2 separate regions of the Zea mays genome follow, and region 2 is linked to region 1. Evidence: chromatin contacts called from public Hi-C data. All regions are on one chromosome and are shown on one strand. The core of a region is the stretch at or near the end of the contact, and the rest is flanking DNA. Distances in the headings are between cores, read along the strand shown.

Evidence for each region. Hi-C and Micro-C count contacts between places; a contact is called where the count stands out from the background.
Region 2: a contact with region 1 is called in a Hi-C map of bundle sheath, with 2.6 times the contacts expected there. The contact joins the promoter of LOC100193167 here to the promoter of LOC100272420 in region 1. A contact is called at or near these places in 4 of 25 Hi-C or Micro-C datasets (bundle sheath, endosperm, leaf and 1 more).

Annotation. Positions count from the first base shown.
Region 1 is chr9:17,808,405-17,811,771 of Zm-B73-REFERENCE-NAM-5.0, reverse strand. LOC100272420 (putative protein kinase superfamily protein) reads left to right here and starts at 1,556. Exons shown (of 4, transcript NM_001146897.1): 1 at 1,556-1,784; 2 at 2,357-2,501; 3 at 3,202-3,367. The coding sequence starts at 1,708.
Region 2 is chr9:18,127,927-18,131,606 of Zm-B73-REFERENCE-NAM-5.0, reverse strand. It overlaps LOC100193167, which reads left to right and starts at 1,714. Exons shown (of 7, transcript NM_001138322.1): 1 at 1,714-2,155; 2 at 2,250-2,315; 3 at 2,436-2,501; 4 at 3,397-3,680. The coding sequence starts at 1,811.

The sequences.
Region 1 (3,367 bases), core at 307-2,806:
GCCCGCCTGGATGTCCGGTGCACACCGGACATGTACTGTTCAATGTCCAGTGCGCCAGTATGGGTGTGCCTGACTTCTGCGCACTTCTGGCGCGCATTGAATGCGCCTGCAGATGACCGTTGGCGCGAAGTAGCCGTTGCTCTGCTGGTTCACCGGACAGTCCGGTGAATTATAGCGGAGCAGCCGCTGCGTTTTCCCGAGGCTGGCGAGTTCCGGAGGCCGCTCTTCCTTGGAGCACCGAACACTGTCCGGTGTACACCGGACAGTCCGGTGAATTATAGCGGAGTGCCTCTGGAAATTCCCGAAGGTGGCAAGTTTAAGTTGGAGTCCTCTGGTGCACCGGACACTGTCTGGTGGTGCACCGGACACTGTCCGGTGTACACCGGATAGTCCGGTGCCCCAGACCAGAGGTGCCTTCGGTTGTCCCTTTGCTCCTTTGTTGAATCCAATATTTGATCTTTTTATTGGCTAAGTGTGAACCTTTTACACCTGTATAACTTATACACTAGAGCAAACTAGTTAGTCCGATTATTTGTGTTGGGTAATTCAACTACTAAAATTATTTAGGAACTAGGTGTAAGCCTAATTCCCTTTCAGGAACAAAATATTTCCTTTAGGAAAAAAAATGGACAACAAAGTTGAGCAGGCAATAATATGACAACTTGCTGCCCATGGACTGGCTGCTGCCGGGCTTTCGCGACGCCGTTGAGAAGGCCCGGGATTGGAACTCTGGCTATGGGCTATGGCCCTCTTTTTTTTTCTTCTGCTTCTTATGCATGTATGCGAAGAGATGTGTAGACGTTGCCTGGACAGTTGCCTCTCTTGTATGGGGCCAGAGCCAGCCCTAAACTCTGGGTACTCTCATGGAATTATTTGAGCCGAAGCCATTTGGAAACCTTGTGACAAATATGTGGAATAATAATATTTGTTATAGTTGATGTCAGATTTATTACGACGAAGAGTGAGAAGCCATATTACTATGATCCCGCCTGTCCAGTAGAACACATGGCTCTTCTAACTCCTCTCAAATTTTATACTCCAACTGTTTATTTTTAGTTGTCGCTGAATAGTTCAACGAAACAGAAGGAGTACCTACTCAATGAAAAAAAAACAGCTCCAACAAAATGCTGCGCTACTTGCCATCTCCTATAATTTGCCAGGGAGGACCAGTCGCTCCACGGCGAGCGGTTCACATCAATTTATTTATATTCATTCACGTTGATTTTTTTACATGTCCTTGATGCCAGGAATCGGTGCAGGTGAACAAAGCCAAGCCGTACACGCGTTCTTCCACTGATTGCTGTGGAGAACCGAAACATCTCGTATGGAATAATCCCCCTTCCGCTCCGCGTACCAGACGGCCGGCCCTAGTGTAGTGATGGTGGTGAACGTTGTGGTGGTTACCCGTGTAACCAACCCCCATCACCAGCTCCAGCAGGATTTGCCCCGCACGGCAAGCAGCGGCGTGGGCTGCCGAATCCCCAACCCAACCTGCGTCGGCGCGTGGGAATGGCGAGAAAAAGGCGGCGAACAGGTCACTCACGCACACCGAAAGCGCAGCTGCGAGGCTGGTCTCCGCTGTTACGTCTCTGCCCGCCTCTCCCCCACCCCTCCTCTGGTCCAAGTCCCCCCACCGCAGCGGCCACCACTCCATCCGAGTCTCTTCGACTCCAAGCCGTTCCGCTCCCCCTGTTCCGCGCGACGCCGATGCACCCCAAGCTGCCGCGGGCCGCGCGCAGGCTCCTCTGCTGCGGCGGGGCCGCCGCGTCCCCGGAGGAGGACCTGTAAGTCGCCAGCTCCTCGTCCTGCCCCCCAGCCCCGCTTCGTTTCTCTCTCCCTTCTGTGTTTCTCTGGGGTTTGCTCAAGCCCACCGCGTTGTGTGAGCTCGGCGATCGGTGTTGGATGTTCTGAGGATCGTCGGGGACTCGGGGCGGGGGGCATGATCACGTGAACATGACGGCGAACTCCTCGCACTTGGTCGCTCTAGTGAATTTGCCAAATACGTACGTAGTAAGTAAGACACCTTGTTTGGTTTTAGCGCTACTGCTTGTACTACAAACGTTGGCGGTGGGATTTGGGTGCAAAGTAAAACGCTGCGGGCTTTAATTTATTCTGTTCCTCAGCTTCAGAAATAGCTATGAAACGGTGTGGAAATTCGGCATGTTGCCATGCTGGTCATGTCCGATGAACCATCCTAATATTCAGATTTTTCTTCTATGGATTAGGAAAATTTGTTCTAGGGGCAGCACAGGGGGGGTTTGCAGTGGAACTGGATACGAGTTCACGTACTGTGTATGCTTGGAAGGTCATTTGGTAGTAGCTCATCATGACGTATTTAATTGCTTTGGTTTGTAAGGTCTGACGAAGGAAGGCGATCGTTGAGGTGGGTGTTCTCGTTGAGAGAACTTCGATCAGCAACAAACAGCTTCAATTACGATAACAAGATCGGAGAAGGGCCACTTGGGAGCGTGTATTGGGGGCAAGTCTGGGATGGTTCTCAGGTTCCTGCTGCTCCCTACATCTTCATACTTGCTGAGAATTAAAATTTCAACTCTACGCCTTTTGTTTTCTTGCCTGTCAGTTCACCCAGTCACAGTTATTTTTTGGGACATTGACCTTTGATTGCGTTATTATTAAATAACCAAACAACTGGCTTCTGTTTCCTTTTGTTTTGTTTTGGGACATTGATCTTTGATTGCGTTATTATTAGGTAGTTTGGATATGTTGTCATTGGGAAGTCAACACAAACACACACACACAAACATATAAGCGTGCGTGCGTGCGTGTGAACTGGCTACAGGTTTGCATATCTCCATCTTGTGTAAATAAAAAAGAAAAAAAATGCCTGCATTAGCCTGTCATGGTGGCAGCTATTGGACGTGGCCCCTTTTTAGAATTATGATTGAGGTCTCATGTTCCTGCAGAGTAACCTTGTTTTTAGGCATTGTGGAAGAAAAAAACCCAATACAATGCTTAATAGACAAACCCATCTCTTAGGTATGATATGTTCTGTGTCTACATATATTTCTTTTTTATATGTAGCTTTGTCTATACTATGCAAATTGAGTGGTTGGGAATACTGTGACAACGTGTCATTCCATGCGTCATTGTCCGTATCCAGCTTTGTATATATTATATAAAAACTAGGTTGAACTCAATGCAGCCTATTGGTTGACTTCACAAAAACCTTCGTTCATGCAGATTGCTGTCAAGAGGTTAAATAACGCAAAGAACGGCACAGAAGCCGAATTTGCTTCAGAAGTCGAGATACTGGGAAGAATAAGACACAAAAACCTCCTGAGCTTCCGTGGATACTGTGCGGACGGACCCGAGCGCGTTCTGGTGTACGACTTCATGGCAAACTCAA
Region 2 (3,680 bases), core at 465-2,964, 320 kb before region 1:
ACATTAATTAAAAAGAATATAGAGGGTCTTTTAGAGTCGCTAAGAGCACTTTGAAGAGTTTCCGAAATTCAATCTCCATCTAAATGTTTGGTTGGTAAGATTGAAAAAAGTTTGTTCTTTAATAATTCTATATCATAAGAGCGTGAATCCTAAACACATCTTTAATAATAAAAGGAAGTTTTTTTAATACGATGCACTATATATTATAGTATCTTCGTTGTTTTAGCTATAGATTTTCATGTCCATATTCATATAGACGATTGCAAATAACATATATATAACATATATATTAATTATTGTATGACTTCAATAATAAGGTAAAATAAATTTAATTTGAGACGGAGTGAGTAAAGTAGAACACGCTCGTAACTAAATCAACACCACATAACAGTGTGAGATCGCAGCTCCGTAGATTTTGGGTTTAGCGTGTTCAGGTTAGATTCGATTTTTCTCCAATGTTTTTTGGGTTTGGGATTAGAAACTTATCGGTTTCAATTTTGGTTTACAATTTTTACCCATTGATGTCCCGATGTCCGGTGAAGGTTCGAAATAGTTAAGTCATGAATTTGCTTGATGTTTTTTTTTCACCTTTTATGTGTATATGTGAGTATCTTTTATGTGTATATGTGAGTATGGAATATATATCATATATGTGCTCGTAGAATGTTTGTATTGTTTTCCGGTATTGCCACGCAGCGATGGATCTTAGGTTTTAAATAACTACTATGACATTTGACTTTTTTGTCTTAATTTTGACCAATTGTGTTATTAAAAAAGTCTAGAAATTTTATTGATTTTCACTGCATCTTGGTTTAGTATATAATAAGCCTTAAATGTAGCTATAAATTATTTTGGATTTTTTAAAAATCAAGACAAGTGGTCAAAGTCGAGACTAAAAAAGTCAAACGTTAAACGACATATATTTACGAACAAAGGTAGTATTTAGGTTTTGAGGACTCGTCAAATTTTGTTCTGAATTTGAATTATCACCTAATTTAGTATTTAGGGTGGTTTTGGATTTCCGTTCGAGTTTTAGGTTTGGACTCGAATCCGTCGTGTTGCCATTGGCAAGCGCACACACCTGTTCATTTCAGATTTTTTCAATTAGTTTTTTAAAAAATCTGGTTGTTAGAAGAATTTAAGTATTGTAGGGATTATATGCGGCTGAAGATAAAAGATCCATAGGTTTTATGATATAGAAACTGGCGGATTTCTAATATCGCGAGGACTCGACTGATTACATATTTCAGATTTTGGATGACTTTTATTTTATATAAAACTAGCTGAAAAGCTAAATATTTGGTAATCAGTGAAGACAGGCTCAGAAAAGAGAAAAACTAAAACAAACGGGGCCAAACCCGCAGCGCCGATCGTTGAACTGAGAAACCCAAACCCACACACAACTGAAAGGCAACATAAATGCACACCCGCTCTGCACGAACCGCAAGGCGCTGGCTGGCTAGCTGACACCGAGGAGCCGGGGCGGAATCCGTCCGCTGCAGCACAGCCGCGCCCGGGGGAAACCGCCAAAACCCCGTAAAAAGTCCAGGAAAAAACAAGCCCAAAGCGGGCGAGTGCGCGGCCGCGGGCAAGCAACCGGCCACCCACCTAGCTCGGCTCCGCTCAGCGGCAGCACCGCAGGCCGCAGCAGCACGGCATGGGCGCAAACACTAAAAAGAAGGGAGCGGCCGCGCCTCCACCCCAAACCCACCTCGCCTCCTAGTCCCCCCCTTCGCCTTCTCTCCCGAGTCCCATCGGAGCCCGGAGCTCTCTCGCCTCCCGCGAGGCTGTGTGGTGAGGCGCGGACGAGATGAACGAGCAGGGGCTCGGTGGTCTCGGCGGGGGCCGCGGGGCCGTGCAGGGGCACGGGCGGGAGGCGATGGCGCTCTTGCAGCACCAGCAGCTTCAACAGCAACGGCGGCAGCTGGAGGAGGAGGATGAGGTGCGGCGCCAGATGTTCGGCGGGGTGGCGGCGTTCCCGGCAGCGCTGGGCCACGGCCAGCAGGTGGACTACGGGGAGGACGCCGGCGGGCTCGGGGACAGCGACGCGGGCGGGTCGGAGCCCGAGCCACCGCCGGAGCGGACGCGCGGGGGGTCCGGCGGCGGCGGCGGCAAGCGGAGCCGCGCTGCCGAGGTGCACAACCTCTCCGAGAAGGTGGTGCCGTTGTCATTTCTTGAAATCCGAGTTCTTTCTCCCCGCGCTGAAGAGTAAAGATCGTTGTTTGGGTTTTTATGTTTTTTTGGCGCAGAGGAGGAGGAGCAAGATCAACGAGAAGATGAAAGCGCTGCAGAGCCTGATACCCAACTCCAACAAGGTGAGTGGAAACTGACAAGAGCTCTTTCTCACTCTCTCGTTCGCTTGCAAAGGTTGTTCAGTTGTTAGTCCTGGACTTGACCGTAATGTGTTTCTGCTGTGATGGTTTTTGGGAGTGCAGACCGACAAGGCATCCATGCTTGACGAGGCCATTGAGTATCTGAAGCAACTGCAGCTCCAAGTGCAGGTGAGCAAATAGGACACGTCCACATGGTGCCGATGCATCTTTCTGGTACAAAACATTGACGTAGAATTGGTACAATAGAAAGTACCCGGCCATAATGATTCTTCATCAAATCCGTGACGACAGACTTGCATGACTCTTGAGTTGAGGCCACTTGCCTTATTATAACCAGCAAGGGCCTTCGCATTATGTGTGATCCTGTGATGGGTGCTTCGTTTTTATTATTTTTGAAGAGACAGAGACAGCTTCATTAGTTTGCCGATACCTTCCATTTTCATTTGTTTAAAATTTAGGTTTGCCGAGACACCACTGTGGCTAAACTATTGATCGATGCCAAGCTTGCATGTTGTTTTGTTAAGTAAAAGCATGTCCCGCCGACAGGTGTCCCTGTTTATATGTTGGATGGCAATTTGGGCACTGAGTACTTGTCAAGGTTTATACTTTGTTTTAAAACATAATCTCATCAACGTGTGTGACCTCAAGATAAAGATATGGCTAGTGAACTGTAAGAAGTGCAACGTTATGCACAAATCCTTATATGCTATGATACATGAACAGGAAAGGTGGTGGCAAAGATGGTTTGCAATTTGCATGTAGCCTGAGGTGCTAAATAATGGAGACACACAAGAATTTCTGGAATGTAGTGGCTAGTGATAGGCTGACTATGTATGTGGTTAGTGTTAACCAAAAATACTGCCTATTTACTTGCTTCACAGAAATGCTATGCTGTTTTTGACAGTGAGGGCCTAGTTTGGAACCAAATATTGCTATGTTCAGTGAATGCATTTCCATAGTACACGTGTCAGTTACATACTATTCTAAGTTATATTTTAATGAACAATGTTAATTGCTGAACTGCAACTATAGAGTGTAACTTTTACCTATTATTTTGTTATAGATGCTGTCTATGAGAAATGGTGTTTACTTGAACCCTCCATATTTGTCTGGCACAATTGAGCCTGCACAAGCATCACAAATGTTTGCTGCAGTTGGTGGGGGCAACATTACAGCGTCAAGCTCTGGGGCAGTGATGCCACCAGTAAACCAAAGTTCAGGACTTCAAGTATTTGATCCATTAAATCCTCCACGAGACCAACCACTGTCTTTTGTATTACCAAATGTAGACAAAACCATTCAAGAAGCTCCCTTTCACTTGGAATCATCGCAGTTCCACCCTCGACC